Linked DNA regions of Mus musculus: all the other regions are linked to region 1. Evidence: chromatin contacts called from public HiChIP or PLAC-seq, Micro-C and promoter capture Hi-C data. All regions are on one chromosome and are shown on one strand. Each heading gives the region's core, a stretch centred on a gene start, on an enhancer-like site or on the middle of the called end of the contact. The rest is flanking DNA. Distances are from core to core; before and after follow the strand shown.

The links. Promoter capture Hi-C pulls out the DNA fragments that hold promoters and counts their contacts. Hi-C and Micro-C count contacts between places; a contact is called where the count stands out from the background. HiChIP or PLAC-seq counts read pairs in DNA pulled down with a chosen protein or histone mark.
Region 2: a contact with region 1 is called in a Micro-C map of embryonic stem cells, with 10 times the contacts expected there. The contact joins the promoter of Ecpas here to the promoter of Tmem245 in region 1. A contact is called at or near these places in 2 of 39 promoter capture datasets (both in liver), 1 of 484 Hi-C or Micro-C datasets (embryonic stem cells) and 1 of 115 datasets of contacts at active chromatin or transcription factors (astrocytes).
Region 3: a promoter capture Hi-C map of embryonic stem cells shows a contact between it and region 1, with 5 times the contacts expected there. The contact joins the enhancer-like site here to the promoter of Tmem245 in region 1. A contact is called at or near these places in 2 of 39 promoter capture datasets (both in embryonic stem cells), 2 of 484 Hi-C or Micro-C datasets (both in embryonic stem cells) and 5 of 115 datasets of contacts at active chromatin or transcription factors (all in embryonic stem cells).
Region 4: a contact with region 1 is called in an H3K27ac HiChIP or PLAC-seq map of extraembryonic endoderm stem cells, with 8 times the contacts expected there. The contact joins the promoter of Lpar1 here to the promoter of Tmem245 in region 1. A contact is called at or near these places in 1 of 39 promoter capture datasets (liver) and 1 of 115 datasets of contacts at active chromatin or transcription factors (extraembryonic endoderm stem cells).

Annotation. Positions count from the first base shown.
Region 1 is chr4:56,946,138-56,948,837 of GRCm38.p6, reverse strand. Tmem245 (transmembrane protein 245) reads left to right here and starts at 1,409. Exons shown (of 18, transcript NM_001369260.1): 1 at 1,409-1,993. The coding sequence starts at 1,427.
Region 2 is chr4:58,911,417-58,914,169 of GRCm38.p6, reverse strand. It overlaps Ecpas (Ecm29 proteasome adaptor and scaffold), which reads left to right and starts at 1,421. Exons shown (of 49, transcript NM_172381.3): 1 at 1,421-1,694. The coding sequence starts at 1,673.
Region 3 is chr4:55,479,223-55,481,922 of GRCm38.p6, reverse strand. No RefSeq gene overlaps it. Among named protein-coding and RNA genes, the nearest start is that of Gm22150, 11 kb to the right of the region's middle. Within about 2 kb of position 1,257, at least 93 of the 459 cell types and tissues checked have an H3K27ac peak or open chromatin away from gene starts, as enhancers often do. A contact at or near this core is called in embryonic stem cells, where this site is marked.
Region 4 is chr4:58,551,969-58,554,815 of GRCm38.p6, reverse strand. Lpar1 (lysophosphatidic acid receptor 1) reads left to right here and starts at 1,523. Exons shown (of 4, transcript NM_172989.1): 1 at 1,523-1,682.

The sequences.
Region 1 (2,700 bases), core at 160-2,659:
CATTATCCCTTGCCAGAGAGAGCATTGCAGTGGGGAGCTTTGCTGACCTGACCCCCCAGGTACTAAAAGCAAAGAGTGGCTGTTTAACATTCTGCTATAGGTATTCTGAGGTATTTAGATTGCTCCCATACTGAGGCTCCTAAATCTGTATGAGGCACAAAAGGTTAATAGTCACAGCACATTATGGTTCTCTAAGGAACTTTACATGTGAGTATAAGAAAAGTTCCCTAGAAATTCAGCCATGATTACAGAGTCTGTAACATTTCAGCTGCTGCTGTAACCCAGGTGTCATCCATTAGGAATCTAGGAAGTGAGGAAGGCAAGGCTTGCCTTGTGTGAATAGTATTCTACCCAGCTGGAGGAAGAGGTGGAGCTCAGAGGTAAATTAGCAGGGATGGGAGGAAATAGGGCATTTCTCCGCGGCCCTCAGAGAGAGAGTGGAAGGGCTTACACGCTTAGGAAGACATGTGTGAAGCTCGGTATATATACACCGTTTTAATATCGTTTTCCTGAAGTCAGTCTTCATGTTTGTATCTACCCGTGTTGAATTAAATGGGACAATCACACAGTTTACCACTGATCTACACCCATAGCCTTTCAATAGATACTATCAAAGGGCTCCTAACAGGATCCCCTGTTCAGTTCAGTTAGCATAGACAGAAAAACTACAGAATAAGCGTCCACAGTGTTAACCTGCTTCACCTACTTGGAAGCTGTACGAGGCCAGGTACTTAATTTCTCTGCGCCCCTTGTTTTCTACAAAACAAGACTAGTAGCATCTCTGTAGGGGTGTTCTAAAGATAAAATGAGTTGGTAGGAGCCAAGCACCTAGACCAGGCAATAGCTACTTAAAACCCTGTCATATACATAAGAGAACACTTTAAAACGTGTTTAAGAGTGTGTATTATTCTTCCAAAGGACCTGAGGTCTATTCCCAGCATCCAAATAAGGCTGTTCACAACCTCCTGTAACTCTGTCTGTGGGGATTAGACACTTCTGGCTTCTTTGGTCACCCACACATGTTACATACACACGATTAAAAATAAGTATTTATTAAATAAATCAGTTAAACTAAGTCTGTGCATCAGTGTTTTTAGACATACAGCTTGTGTTTTCCATCTCTGAGTCTCTTTTGAGATCCTGTCTCCGGAAAAGTTGACATCAATTAAAGTATCCGCCCCCGCTCCCAACCCCATTTTCTTGGACCCCCTCAAAACTTGTTACCTGGTCCCTGTGGGACCATTGGGCCCAAGGGCGGAGGCATTTGCGTTCAGCCTCTTGGGAGTTGTAGTTTCCTTAGGTTCTGGCGCATGCTCCACCGCACGCTGGGAACTACAAAACCCACAAATCCTCGCTGCACCGCCCTCCTCCGCCTCGCGTTCCTCCCCCGCTCGCAGCCCCGCCCCTCGGTCCAGGCAGAGGCGCGATGGCCGACCGCGGCGGCCCTGCTGAGGCGCCCAGCCCGCGGGGCTCTCCCCGGCCAGAGTCCCGGGCCCCGCGCACGGTCGGGCCGGGCGAGACCCCGCGTACCGCGGCGCTGGCGCTGCGCTTCGATAAGCCCATCAAGCAGGCTTTCTACAACACGGGCGCCGTGCTGTTCGTGTGCCTGTGCTGCGGCGCCGCGGTGCTCGTGTACTTCATCCTCGAGGCCTTCCTGCGGCCGCTGCTCTGGGCCGTGCTGTGCGGCACTTTCCTGCACCCGTTCAAGAGCTCGCTCACGCGCCTGGGCCGCCTGTGGCTGCGGCGCCTGCACCGCGCGCACACGCCCATCGTGCTGGCCGCGCTGCTGCTGCCGCTCTGCTTCGCCGACTACGGCGTGGAGGCGCTGGGCGAGCAGGCGCTGCGCCGCCGCCGCCTGTTGCTGCTGCTGGGAGCGGGCGGCCCGCTGCTCTATGGGCTCTACTGCCTGGGCAGCTACCTGGGCGTGCAGGTGCTGCTGGCGCACGCGGGCGCGCTCATCTGCCGCGGCCTCGACTACTTCAGCAGCCTGTGGGTGAGTGAGATGGGGGAGTGCGTGCGAGGTTGGCGGGACCCGGGACGCCGCGACAAGGCGGCCAAAGGTCCTCCAGTGAGCGCCTTCCCACGGCCGAGGGACTTGGCGCGCTTCCTTCCAGAGAGGCGGGTGTGATTTGAAACCCGCCCTCCGCTAGGGAAAAGGTCCTTTGGCTGAGTTCAGTTCTTTCACCCTAGTTTGTGTGTGACTCTGGGCGCTTTCGAGAACTGTATTACTTATGTGGGGGCCATTGCGACCCGGTCTACGTTAGCAATGGACTGCGTTAAAGGAGAGAGATACCAGGTGTCAATCGAGGAACTTCAGAATTGGAAGGAATCGCAAAGATAATCTTAGAGGCGAATTCCTGACTCAGACTACGTCGCAGGCTGGTTAGTTCACATATTTATCGGGCAAGGTTAAAGTGAAGTGGTTATTTAATGCTTAAGAATCTTAAGAATGTTGGTTGGTAAACTACCACAGGGGCTAAGAATGCAACGCTGGAATAGCGAGATCCTAGACAGCGCGAGATCTAGCGTGTATACACCCCATACTATTTCACCTTTATTCACTTTGTTACTGAAAAAGTGAATATGCCCTGAGATTATTAACGTTACAAAGTAATTGCCTTTCTTTGCTAGAGCAGGTTTAAACTTGCCAAAGGTAGATTGCTAATTGGTCCCAGGATCATGAGGTCATCTCTTGGTTCT
Region 2 (2,753 bases), core at 172-2,671, 2.0 Mb before region 1:
TTGGGGATATGGGAATGGGGCTGGGGAGAAGGTACATATACTATTAAGTCATTAACAAATGGTAATGTAGTTCTTCCAATTAATAGTGAAAGTGTTTGTGGGGGTTGAAAACATTTACCCAGAACCTGGACTCCACCTGTGTTTGCTTTTCTGTCACTGTGACAAGTTTATGACCATTTAAAATGAGTAAAAAAACAAAACTGTATTTGGCTCACAGTTTCAGAGGTGTGGTACATGGTCACTTGGTTCCATTGCTGTGGACTTGAGGTGGGGCTGGACACGTGGCAGGGTGTGTGTGATGAAATAAAGCAGCCCCTCTCACGGCAAACACGAAGCAGACAGCAATGACAGGAAGAGGCCATTGCAACACAGTCCCTAAGAACACACCTCCAGTGATATACTTCCTTCAGTTAGCCCCACCTCCTGCTTTTCCATGGGCAATGGAGCTGTGCAATCAGTATTAACCTCTGATTAGGCCAGACTCTCAGGATCTAATTATTGTCCCAAAGTCCAGCATTAGGCAAAACAAGCAGCAGGGAAGGAGTGTGTGTGTGTGTGTGTGTGTGTGTGTGTGAGAGAGAGAGAGAGAGAGAGAGAGAGAAAGAGAGAAAGAGAGAGAGAGACCATATCCAAGTTTTATCACTATGAACCAAACTGAACCTGGGGCTATACATGTGTGCAGAACTAGGTCTTGAAGCATCAACAAATTCTACATTTAATAATTTTTCTCTTGGGTGTGAGATGGGTGAGGTAGCTGAACTAGGAGGAAGGACTCTTATTTTTATGATAATGACAAAGATAATGTAACTTTCTTTGTAAATGTAAAATTAATACAGGAAGTAACATGGTCAGTGTTTGTTGCTATCTCGTACTTGCCTAAGTTACATTGGGAGCCGCATGTATTCAAATTTCAAGGCATTATCTAGGGCCCTAGGGATTCCATTTTGCGGGAATATATGCAACTTCAGTTCATTTAGGGTCTCGATTATTTTCTTTTCCTCTAAAAATGTCTTTGATCTGGCACCTAATTTCTTTCTTTTTTTTTTTTTTTTGGTTGTTCTTATAGTAACCATATAAGCCCTTGATTTGAATTCCATTTTGCAGCTGTACACGACCTCATGGACCAACGAGAGGCTTAAAGTTAAAAGTTGGGATTGCCACTAAACTCGGGTTAAGAAGAAGGACTCTAAAGCACGTCTTGGTAGCTCAAATATCGTGGTTTCCGGCCCTTCCCTGGCTCGCAGCTCGCTCGGGAGGCTAACGTTAGGGGAGCATCCCCCAGGGTGAGCCCTCGGTGCAGGTCCCTCTGGGCTTTAACTTCGGGGCTGCTCGGAGGCCCGGCCTGAGTCAGCGCGGCGGCCGAGAAGTTGGGCGCGAGGCGCAGGGCGGGGCTTCCTCCTCTTCCTCCTCCTCCTCCTCCGATTCGAGCCCCGCTCTACTTTTCCGAGTCCGCGTCTCTTCCTCCGTCCGGGCGCGTGTTCCTCCAGCTCCGACCAGGCGGACGTGACAGCCGCAGACCTTTAACGCCACAGCCCGGGGCGGGGAAGCTCTCCGCGGCAGCCAGGACAGCCCGGCTCCGCTCGGCCGCACGCAGGCTCCTCCGGAGCGGCCGCGCGTCTCCTCGGGCCCGGCCCGTCCTCCACCTCGCTGGGTCGCCGCAGCATCCCGGGCTATGGAGACCGGCTCCGACTCAGGTCAGAGGCCGCGTGCTTGCGTGCGGCTGAGGGAATGAGGCTCAGGTCCAGGGGTTGGCCCGCCGCGTCTGCGTCTCCCGCTCCGCGCCGGGGAAGCTTGGCGGCGGCAGGTGGGCAGGACGCGGCGCGAGCGAGGCAGCGAGGGCGGGCGAGCGGGCGCGCGAGGGGCCGGCGGAGGCGGAGGGGGAGGGGGGAGGATGGCTCAGCTCTTTCTAAATATAAGAGCCGGCGTGAGGCTAGCAAGCCGGGCGCCGAGCCGAAGAGCCGCCGCGCGGTCACTCGGCCGCACGGGCGGCAGCGGCTCCTCCGAGGCGCGAGGCTGAGAGGGAGCTCCCGAGTCGCGAGCTCGCGAGGCGCGGCGAGAGCGACGCTCGCAGCGCAGAGGACGCAGGCAGCGGGCGGGCCTCGAGGGCGCAGCGCGGCCCGCGTGAGAGACCCGAGGCGGCTCCGGGCCCCTGCGGCACGGCGCGGCGCGGCGCGGCACCGCACGGCACGGCACGGCGACGGCCGCGAGCCCCCCTCGCCGGCCGCCCGCCCGCCCCTCCCTCGCTCGCTCCCGGGCGCAACATGGCTGCGGCCGCCGCCTCCGCCTCCCAGGACGAGCTGAGTAAGTGCGGCGCGGAGCCTGCAGCTGGGAGCGGGATTTAACTCCACGCAGGACCGGGGCTGGGCCCGGCCAGACACGGGAGGCTGGGGGGGCGCGGGGCCGGGCAAGTGGGTGTGCGGTGGTCTCGGCACGGGGCTCCGGGGCTCAGGCCTGGCGGGAGGGCGGGCGAACAGGCGCGGGCCGCCGCCGCGGGCGCTCGTAGGCCGCAGGTTTGCAATGTCACGTCGTGAAATTGAAACCAGAGCCCCGGGCTTAGCTACCCCTGCTCGAAATCTGCTTCGGCCCGGGCTTTGGGGGGATCCCGGGCCCCTGGCTTGCTACCGGAGCTGGCGCGCGGCCTGTCGCCCCCAGGTCGGACTGTGTCCACCCGTCCGTTCCGTCAGACCCCCCGCATGTCCCTTGATTCTGACTGACGGGCGAATTCTGGACGTGGAGCTTTGGGGAAGGGGAGA
Region 3 (2,700 bases), core at 8-2,507, 1.5 Mb after region 1:
AGGCTAACCTTGGACAGGATATATGTCTAGGGATATCCTTGAAATACTGAACCTCCTGGCGTCACCTCACCTATGCTGAGGAAAGAGATAAGCCACCCTCAGCTTGGACTGAACTTCACATCCTCTTTTATAACTGGAGTCTTTCAAGATAAATACTTTATCAAGATAAATCTGGCCTAACAGCTTTGGACTCCTCTCCCCCAAATCCATGATTTTTTTTTTTCGAGACGGGGTTTCTCTGTATAGCCCTGACTGTCCTGGAACTCACTCTGTAGACCAGGCTGGCCTCGAACTCAGAGATCTGCCTGCCTCTGCCTCCCAAGTGCTGGGATTAAAGGCGTGTGCCACCACTGCCCGGCGATTTTTTTTTTTCCTGTCACAAAATCAAAAGTGAGCTTGCTCACAGAACCATTTTGTGGATTTCTACCTATCATATCCTGTGTTCCCTGGTTAGCTGGTCTGGGTCGTTGTGTTAGGGCTGTTTAAGGTAAGCTTGCTTGCAAAAGTGTGATCGAAGCTTTAGGGACATCACAGAAAGGTGGGTATGATAGCCCACCCACATAGCCCTCTCTTGCTGAAGGGTGGCTAAGGGAGAGTGAACCAGCCTGGCCCATTAGTCCCCTGGGAAGCAGCCAATTGCAGGTCCCTCTAGACTCTGGCACTTCTCTGTAATCCTGCAACTCCACACACGTTTAGGGAATGCTACTGCAAGGCACAGAGGTGTGGGCAGGGCAGAGGCAAGGCGCCATTGTGTACCTACTTCAGCTGGCGGAGCCTTGTTTTTGCTGTCATGACAATATTGCATCATGGAATGGGAAAGGCCCTTCCCTGATCTAAGCCATTATTATGTGGGTCCTATTCTGGCCACAGACACCACGTGGGTAGTCAGGCCTCCGCTGTTATTTCAGCCTCAGGGGTGAAAACATCCGAACAGTGGAATCTTTTTTGTTCCTGGCTCCAGTCTCGGAATGTACAGACTTCGGATTCACGGACTTCTCCACGAATCATCATCACCCCAAATAGAGGGCTCCCAAAGCACCTCTATTTTTTCTGCGTCTGGCTCACAGCTGGGATTCTCCCCCGCCCCCCTCCCCCCCATCCTATCAGTTGTTCAAGAAAACTATGGGAATCCAGGCGACCGCTGACAGCACAGCACAGACGGATTGAGTGATGGTGAAAGGAAGGTAGTGGTGGGAGCAAAGCCCCCAGGACTCCAGGAGAAAGTCCACAGAGGCATCTGAGCCAGCATGGCCCGTCCCGCCTGCGCCCCTCGTGGTGCTCGCTGGAACTGCAGGCTGGTATCATGGGTGACTGTGATGTGGCTCTGTCGCTGGCTTTGATGGGGCCGAGCGGGCCTCTTCAGAGGAATGCAGACCTGTCTGCACCCGAAAACCAAAACCGTGTCCAAGGGGCGGGGCTGAACGGCTGGAAGAGAGGCCTCACCTCACCTGGGCGGACGCCGCTTCTGGAATGAGACCTGGCCGAGTGGGCGCGGGAGGTGGCTCCAGGCCCGGGGCCAGCACGCAGCTTTCCCACGTGTGCACAAGCGGGCCTCCTCAGAACAGGTCCTGGGAAGCGACCAAGAGGCCTCTGAGGACGCCAGCATGTGGCTTTCCCGTCTGTGTGCCTCGACCCTCATGAGGGCAGAGAGCCCTAATAGGATTTGAAGGTCCAGACCTGAGAGGTTTCGATTCTAGAACCCTTTCTCCCAAACTCTGGCAATCACACCCACTCTGGTCTCATATTACTAGCCAATAGGCATCCATGATTAATGAGGACTTGACATGTGCTTCTAATCTGTACTATATGTTGGAGATATAACATGGGTGAGGGGGGAGTGTGATTGTTTGTTTGCTTTTGGTAGCAGGTATATGGAACTAGGGGCTCACGCGTGGTAGGCAAGCACTCTACCAGTAGGCTATATCCCCGGTTTTTTTTCTTAATTAGATATATTAAGACATGGTCTCATTATGTTGCCCAGATTGGCTTTGAACTCATCCTCCTGTCTCTGTTTCCCTAATACAAAAAAAAGAGGGAGAGAGATTAGAGACTATTCAGCAAAGCTCAATTTTATTAGTATTTTTGTTTGTTTCCTGTATTAAGAAAACACAAGTTAATTTTACTCATTTCCCTTTTTTCTTTTTACAGTGTACACTCTGAATGTTGAAAATGGCACCCGGATTTCTATAGAAAGCCTTAGAGTTCTCCGTTCTCTCAAAAAGCATGTTATTGGCCCCAGAGCCTTTGAACTTAATCTTCTATCTACAATGCTTTCAGTTCAGCAGTCTTCTCTTCTTCCTTGCTATTCAAATCACAAAGTTCACATACCCAGCTCCTTCCCTCTTTCCTCGTACCATCCATCCGGTTAAGGCAGGCTTGGCAGGTGGCAACCCTCTCTGTGTTCCTCCCCCAGTTTTACACTATAAACCCCCTGAGAGCAAGATTTTAAGGTTCCTGTTGGCTGAGCTCCCCTTGGTCCCCATGGGAAACATTTGTTGAATGGATACAGAAAGGCTCCTCCTAGGAGTGACTGCGTCAAACACAATCTACCACGAAGCCAAGACGTATGGTCTGGACACTACAGTTGTGGGTTGTGGGAGTGGAGAGGACATGAACACCAGTCGAACAGCCTTCCATTTTGCCAATATCCAACTGAACTTTGGAGTGGAGGGCTCACTCCATGACTAGAAGCGGTTCTTG
Region 4 (2,847 bases), core at 274-2,773, 1.6 Mb before region 1:
CAGTTTTGAGCACCGTGAAAAATCATGGACAGGAAATGGTCATGGTCCCATCAAGTCACAACCTGTTGAAAGCTTGGGAACTATCCAACCCCCAGTGTCTTATCTTATCAGCTCTGCCCATAGCTGCTAGGCAGCGACCTCTTTGTACGAAGCAAGGGGTTGTCCATCCACTCCCTCGCTGCCTTTCATTTTCTGTCAGCTACGGTGCCGCCAGCCAGTCCTGCTTTTCTGTGGTACTACAACCCTAGATGTCCCTCAGGCTTTTACTCCCAGGCATCTGCTTTTGATGTGTGGAGGACTCCGCTGTGGGTTGAGGCAGAAAATTCTGATGACTCAACACACCCTGGGGGCCTGGAGTGTGAAGCAGGTGGGTGAAGACCGGCTGGAGAGTCCTCTCTCTCTGTCCGCATCTACTACTGAGTGATGGTAAGGCTTCTGAGATGGAAGTCTCCAGAAAATGATTCTTAGGTCCTGCCTCCGCCTACACTTCCAGGTGTGCCTTCCCTGCCCTTAATTGCCCTATGAAAAATCTTAGTTTGCCCTTGGAAAGTTACACTCCTAGCTGAAGAGAAATTTATAATCATAGCTCTAGGGACACAAAGGCACGCTCGCTTTGATTTGCAATTGCAAAGCCAACTATTGCTTTTCTATGGCCTGAAGTACAGGGCTGTGCTGGTTGAAACTTTGTGTGCTGCCTGAAAAAGTTTAGAAACTCAACTCGGAGGAGGCCATACACCAAGTTCTCTCTCCCCCCCCCCCCTTTCTTTTCTTGTTTTCCCCAGGCTCTGTGATGGTTTCCAGGGCTTTTCAAATGAGGAGGGGACAGCAACAAAGCATGCACCATGCAGGGCGTCCACCAAAGCTCTGCAAGAGGCCTGGCGCTGGGGTGAGCACAGGAGGGGCCAGGGGTGACGGAGGTGGGTGTGTCTGCTGTGGAGGGTCAAGGGAGCGCCGCGAAGGTACTGAATGAAAAGCTTAGGCTCCCCTCACCCCCACCCCCTCCCCGACCTGCAGCAGCGCGGGAAGTTCAGTGAATGACTGGGGGAGGGGACCACAGGAGGCAGAGTCGCTGTGGGTGCCACGCAGGTAAGGAGAGCAGAGCGGCTTGGGAGGAAAGGCGCTTTGGGGTGCGGGGAGTTTCTGACTTGTGCTCTGTGGATGTGGCAGAAAGCGCCAGAAGGAGGAGAGGTAAGGAGGCTGGCACCCGTGCCTCTTCTGCTGCCTGCCTGTTCCTTGAGCCCGGGAAGTTGGAACTGGGCGGCAGTAAAGCCCCGGGAGTTGTGACTCTTGTCCTCCAGCACAGTGCTGCCCTCCGTAGGCTCCGGGTTGTGCTGGGGTGAGGCTTGGGTTGGGTTGGCCCGGCGGCTGCGTGAACTGCGGAGCTGGACCTAGCAGGTAAAGACACGGCGGCCGGGTGTCCCTTGGCGCGGCGCGGGTGGCGACCGCCCCGCCTCCCATCGGCGCGATCGGCTCGCACTGTCCCACCACCCGCCGCTTTGTAGCCGTGCGCGTGAGCGCCTGAGTGCGCGCGCCCGCGGGCCCGGAGTGGGTGGGTGTGCGCGCGTGTGTGAGGCCGCCTGCAGGAGGCGAGGCTGCCCTGGCCTCCCGCACCAGCCGGTGGAACTCAGCCCGGGAGGGAAGTCGCCGCAGCCGCCCGGGCGGCCCTCCCGACCTTTGGCCAGGTCAGTGCGCCCCAGGGTCCGTCCAAGTGACACGTAGGTGGCCTCCTGTTGCTTACCTGGATCGGGTTGGGGACGCGAGAGGGCTGGCAAGGGGCTCCCCAAGTTTATTGGTGCCGCGTCCCCGACGACTTAGATGGCTCGGGTGTCCGCGCGTCCCGCGCTCAGTTCACTGCTCACCAGAGACTTTGTCGTCCCTTGAGTTTAAGGAATTTAAACTGAAGTTTCCTTGAAGCCGCCCTAGGCTTAGTCTGTACCTGGGAAATGCAAGGCGGGGAAAAACCTGATTTTGCTTGAATGGGTTGATCGGCTGTTTGCTCCTGTAGGGAGGGAGACTTTACTGTGAATGGTTTTAAACTTTAGGCTTGTTTTTCTTTGCTGCCATTTGGTCTTTGATGTGAGGCACCCAGGGCTTGTTGCTGCTTCCAGGCTGGGGCCCTAGACTGTCTCTTTTCTCAGTCCTTTCTTCCTCGTCTCCCGTTTTCTTTCTTCCTTTCGCCTGTGTTTCTTCTTCTTCTTCTTTTTTTTTTCTTTTTAGTTGAAATCTTCGGAGCTTTCCTTCCATGTGGGTTTCCAGCGAGTACTGGCTTGTGAAAAGTTTTACTCTTAAGCTATACCCATCGTCAGAGATACCTATTGCTAACTGCAACTAGAAGAAGGTAGCTAGTTATTAAAGCGGAATCCTCTATTCGTTTCGACAGAGCTGCGTGCTTATCCTTTTGTGTAAGTGTCTTTTGCTCACCTAACATGACTATGAAGTCAGAAGTCCGGGTTTCAAAGTCTTAGAAAATGGAAGAACATAGTCTCTTTCAGATGGAATGAATACCAAGGAAGAGGAATCAACATTACGCTTAAGGCCCCGTGCACCACAGCCAGCTGCATTAAAACACAGCTGTAATAGCATCTAGTTTTTGCCCTTGGTTCCTCCAGATGCAACATCATGAATAATAATCACCAGGGCTCTAATATTTTTTAAAATTCTATTTTATTTTTCCTTTTCTTTGGTCTTGAGTGTGAATTTGAGGGAAAAAATGTAGAAAGAGAGGGAAGCAGTTTGAGGCGGAAAGGCTGAGAAGGGTGACTTGCAGAACCACATCAGAGCCTCCTTGTACACAGCGTCCCCTAGCGGTGTACCCTGAACGGGTTCTGGGCTCCTGGGCTTGGTGTC